Regions from separate parts of the Hordeum vulgare genome. Here region 1 is linked to region 2. Evidence: chromatin contacts called from public Hi-C data. All regions are on one chromosome and are shown on one strand. The core of a region is the stretch at or near the end of the contact, and the rest is flanking DNA. Distances in the headings are between cores, read along the strand shown. Region 1 has its middle 44 kb from the start of LOC123439642. Region 2 holds the start of LOC123443182 (probable F-box protein At3g61730).

The links. Hi-C and Micro-C count contacts between places; a contact is called where the count stands out from the background.
Region 1: a contact with region 2 is called in a Hi-C map of leaf, with 8 times the contacts expected there. The contact joins the enhancer-like site here to the promoter of LOC123443182 in region 2. A contact is called at or near these places in 2 of 6 Hi-C or Micro-C datasets (leaf and seedling).

The regions. Positions count from the first base shown.
Region 1 is chr3H:116,673,825-116,676,524 of MorexV3_pseudomolecules_assembly, reverse strand. No RefSeq gene overlaps it. Among protein-coding and RNA genes, the nearest start is that of LOC123439642, 44 kb to the right of the region's middle. Within about 2 kb of position 1,319, at least 2 of the 3 cell types and tissues checked have open chromatin away from gene starts, as enhancers often do. A contact at or near this core is called in leaf, where this site is marked.
Region 2 is chr3H:116,279,037-116,281,768 of MorexV3_pseudomolecules_assembly, reverse strand. It overlaps LOC123443182 (probable F-box protein At3g61730), which reads right to left and starts at 1,266. Exons shown (of 8, transcript XM_045119478.1): 1 at 720-1,266. The coding sequence starts at 1,255. LOC123443183 (vesicle transport protein SFT2B) reads right to left here. Exons shown (of 6, transcript XM_045119479.1): 6 at 1,337-1,770. The coding sequence ends at 1,692.

The sequences.
Region 1 (2,700 bases), core at 70-2,569, 390 kb before region 2:
TAAAACGTAGAACATTGTAAATTTAAGAAAAAAAATTAAATCATGAACATTTTCTGAATCTTGAGAACAAATTTTGAAACATAAGTAATTTTGAATTATTTTTAACAAATTTGGAAGCGTGAATGATTTTTCTAAAGCAGGACCATTTTTTAAATCTTGAGAAAAAAATTTCTAAAGGAAGAACGATTTGCAGAAACATTGAAAAATCATTTTTCGAATCTTGAGAACAAATTTTGAAACCTAGAAATTTTCCGAAAAATCCTGCACAAATTTGGAAGTGCGACCTATTTTTTAAAGCACAAACATTTTTTGAATCTTGAAAACAAATTTTTAAAAAACCCCAAACAAGATTGAAAGCGCGAACAAATTTTTAAAGCACGAACATTTTTTGAATCTTTGGAACAAATTTTGAAACCGAGAACAATTTTGAAAAAGCTGAACAAATTTGGAAGCGCGAACAATTTTCGAAAGCATAAATATTATTTGAATCTTGAGAACAAGATTTGGAAAAACTGAACAAGTTTGGAAAAAACTGAACAAATTTCGAAGCGCGAACTATTTTTTAAAGCACGGACATTTTTTGAATCTTGCGAACAAATTTTGAAACCGAGAATTTTTTTGAAAATTGCTGAAAATTTGGAAATGCAAACAATTTTTCGAGTAGAAACATTTTTTGAATCTTGAGAAAAAAATTGAAATACAGAATAATATTTTTTAGAAAGGAAAAAGTTTGGAAGCGCAAACAATTTTTAAAAGCATGAATATTTTTTGAATCTTAAGAATAAATTTGAATATGAAGAATTTTTTTGAAATCATGAATAGTTTTTTAAAATACAGAACATTTGTTCAGAATCGAGAATTGTTTTGAAAATGCAGAACATTTTTGGAAAATCCAAAATCATTTTTAAAAAATCCAAAACAGTTTTTGAGACAGAAATAGAAAAAAGAAAAAAGAAAAAAAATACCGGTTCAAAGAACCTTCTGGAAGTTTCTCAAAACCAAAAATAACAGGCTTTAAACCTAGTAGAAGGTTTCCAAAATCGGGACGCTTGGGCCAGCCCATTTAAAAGACGAATAGGATTTGCAGGCTGATAACAGGACAAGCGAGCTCTTTATGCGTTTGGCGCATGGGCGCAGTTCATTGACATTTTCTTTACTTACTTACTTAATTTTGTTTACTTTTTAGTTTTTAGGCAAATACTTAATTTTTTCAGAGATACTAGCAATGAACCTTTATTTTTTCAAAATAACAGTTTGGTCGTCCATGAGTCCATGCTAGACTATGAAGGAGGAGGGGAGCTCCTGTTCGGCGCCTTAAGCGCCCGAACAAGTATCTGACGCCCGCTGCAATGCATTATTGGGCCGGCCCATGAAGGCTGTGTAAGCGTTCAAAATTCGTCAAAACAAAAAAAACACAAAAAATGGATCCTCCAGGAATTGAACTCACATAGCCACGTCCTTGTTCGAGCTTAGCTAACCAACACAACCATTGCTCACTTGTAATTTTAGTAGCGCTACATTGTGACAATAAGTATAGCCGCGCTATTCTCTTATCACTTACAGTTTATATTTTTTTAAGAACTCATGAATTTAAAAACTTTCATCGATTTTGAGAAATAGTTCATCGCTTTTCAAGAAAAGTTCACAAAACTTAAAAAGGTTCACCCGTTTTGTAAAAACTTTCTAAAAATGTTTAAAAAGTTCATCATTTTGAAAAAGGTTCGCAGGTTTAAAAAAAGTTCATCGATTTAGGCAAAAAGTTCATCGACTTTGACAAAAAAAGTTCATCGCTTTTGAAAAGATTTCATCGATTTTGGCAAAAAGTTCATTGACTTTGAAATATTGTTCATGACTTTACAAAATAAGAAAACTAAAATTTGAAAAAATTCCATCAATTTTGAAAATAGTTCATCAAAATTTAAAAATTGTTCACGAATTTACAAAACAGGAAAACTACAAATTTGTAAATTGATCGAATTTTTATTTTTTTATTGGTAAAGTTCACCGGTTTTGAAACTGTTCACCGATGTTGGAAAAAATTCATCAAATTTGAAAAAAGTTCACCGATTTTGAAAAAAATTCATCAAATTTGAAAAAAAAGGTTCACCCACTTTGGAAAAAAGTTTATCGAATTTGAAAAAAAATTCACCAATTTTAGAAAAAAGTTCATCGAGTTTGGAAAAAATCATCAAATTTAAAATAAAATGAAATTTTTGGACAACAGTTCTTCATTTGGAAAAAAGTACAGAAAATTTGAAAAATATTCATAAATTAATAAAAATGTGGATGTATTTAATAGAAATCATCAAATTTGAAAAAATCATCGAACGAGTAAGAAGGAAAAATAAGAAAGAAACCGAAAAGCGAAAACAGAAAACAGAAAAAATGAAGAAAAAAAAACAGAGAAACAGAAATTAGTAAAGACGAAAGAGACGATGGTAAAAAAAAAACCTGCCTGCATTAGCACATCAAGTTCCTCAGGTGGAACGGTTTCCACAGTAAGCTACGAATTGGGAGATCCCCAGTTCGATTCTTCGGCCCTTAATAGGGATTGCCAAGGAGGAGTACCGCAGATATTATATCTCGTTTATTGTGAGAGGTACCGTCTATCTCCTATATGGTTGTGTGATCTGGGAGGTCCATTTCTTTTCTTAGTATGGGCATCCAGGTCATGCTAACGGTTATTGACCATAGAGGTGT
Region 2 (2,732 bases), core at 17-2,516:
TTCATACGGCAGACATTAGACGTTGGTTAATGATGAACACTCCACTCCAGTGAATTCGAATCCGAACAAATAAACAAAATGACACAGCAGTACACCTAAACTGCGACTGCAGACAGCAATGCAGAGGGCGCACTGGATCAATTCGAACACCTAATGCTTCAAAACCACAAACAGAACCGTACCCGGATCAAATCAAACACACGAAGCTATGACCAGCGAGTCCGCATTTCTAATTGGAAACGCTAAGCCCAGAATTTCGAGGGCACGGCGCACCAGTTCTTACACCAAACACATCCGACGCAACAGAAATTCGAATAATCTCCAAGCTCCAGTCTACTACACCCAGAGGATTCAAACAGCAACACAATACCAAGCTCGATTCACAGCAGCAGAATTCAAACCACTTCAATAAGCAATTCAGTAGGTAATTTGCACGGATTCATCACACAGATGTATTCCCTCCCCCCGATCCGATGCACCACGGGGAAATTCCGGAACTACACACGCGCACTTCAGGACCAGAGGATTCAAACTAGGAACTCGAATCGACTCGAAGCATGGCCCAGTTAAATCCGCCACCACGGAAAAATTCAAATCGACAGACCCGCACGCACGCATACGCCGAGAGAGAGAGAGAGAGAGAGAGAGAGAGAGAGAGAGAGAGAGAGAGAGAGAGAGAGCAGCGGGAGAGCGGAGAGAGCGAGCGGGGAACAGCTTACCAGTTGAAGGGGACGCGAGAGCGGGGGATGAAGGAGACGCGCGACAGCGGCGCCACGATCCTGCAGCACCTGGAAGGCTGGAGCCCGGCGACGGGGCTCCCGATGCCCTGCTGCACGCACCTGGCCCTCCTGCTCGGCGCCGGCTGCTTCTTCGCCACCGGCCGGCGCGGCTGCTTCGCCTCCGCGTCCTGCTTCCGCGGCCGCTTCCTGGGCGGCGTGGGCGGCGGCGACGAGACGAAGTCGGGGTCGAGGCGCCGCGGCCTCGGGCGCTTCCTCAGCTCCATCACCATCCCCTCCCCCTCTCCTCTCTGCGTCTGCGTCTGTGGCTGTGGCTGCGGGCGCAGGAGGGAGAAGGCCTTGCCCATGCGCTGCTGCTGCTGCCGCTGCCTGCGGGGGAGAGGAGGAGCACGGACGATCGCATATATAGGTGGGAGGCGAGCGACACGGGTTTCGAAATTTGAAAATGGTTGGGAGAACTGAAGCAGAGAGCTGCACGCCACCGGCTCACTGGCATGTGGGCCCGCCGCGACGTCCATTATGGTGGACCCCACAGGCCAGCGGACGCGAACGAGGGTTGCCCGGTTTCCTCTGCAAGAGGGGGAATGAAAAGTGCAGGATTAATAAATAAACTGTATGTGCTGCAGCTTCTGAATGGAAGTACACAAGTGCAGAGCAAATATGCCGTTTACAGCTGAGTTTTGCAGCAACTACTGTAGTTTACACAGAATTTGATTCAGTTGAAATAAACAAATGGAATCAAGGATTACAGAAGGGGGGTTGTGAGCTGCACAAATTAAAGTGTCGCTCCTGTAGCATTTATGCACATTACGGAGCTTCATCCGTTCATCATTCATCAACAGAAAAGGGAAATGGGTGGAATACATGCACTGCTGGAGCCCAGCGGAGATGAATAGATCTCCAATTTCAGGCGCCGGAGCATGCTGACAATGTCCATCAGGCGCCCAAGTAAGATCATAGCTCAGTGTCGCAAAGCTTCACCATCAGGTCGGAAACAATCCTTCGAGCGAAAGGGATGTAGCTCAAGCTATACCTGAGGTGGAATAAGAGAAACATTGTCAGGTAATTCTGCCTTCTTCTTCTGAAACTAGGTAATTCTGTCAGTTGATTGAAAGGGGAAACAACAGGAAATAGAGATACAATCTGCGGACTGTTTCCTAGGTTGGAGATTTTACAGTGTCCAAATACCCTGCATCTACGTTCGCCGCTACACATTTTTAAGTGGTATAGCCAAGTTTGCACCATTGCATGGTCCAATCCACTGAAGCTCTGTGTTCAAATATAAGATTATGTCATGCTTTCCTTTGGTTCAAACTGAGATACCATATCCTACTACACACTGCTGCTGGACACTGATTACAAGAAGAAACAGTTCCAAGGACAAACGAGAACTGCATGCCGTGATTCAGAAAGGAAAACGCGACGGCCACACTATCATACAGGCCAGTTTAGGTGGTAACTCCAGTTATTTTATTTTATTTTGCTTTCGAATCCTTGCAGCATTACTTATTAGTTCTTACTCTAGACGAAAGGTTTGGCTACTGGTTACTCACTCTTGTCTGCTGCCTGGACCATTGCGCACAGCATTTCGACGGCCCTGAGGAGCTAATGGTCAGTCATTGCTTATTCTAGGTTTGCACATGCCACGGACCATTTATACAGAGATGATGCTATGACCACTCATGGTTATGGGCTACTGATAGAGCATTATTAGTTGGTACACCCCCTGGTCCTAAATATAAGATGTTTTGTCAGTTCAATTTAAACTGCCAAAACGTCTTATATTTAAAAACAGAGGTAGTAGCATTTTAGGTATGTGCTCTTTACGATTGTATACTTGTATAGCTATGTAGGTCCAACAGTACAAGAAGAACGTTATCAAGAAAGACATAGTCAAGGCCCATGTATAACAGAGTGCATTCAAGGACTGGGGGGATTGCATATCATCCACTGGTGTATTTGTGCTCCCACCACTCAAATCTCAAATAATAAAAG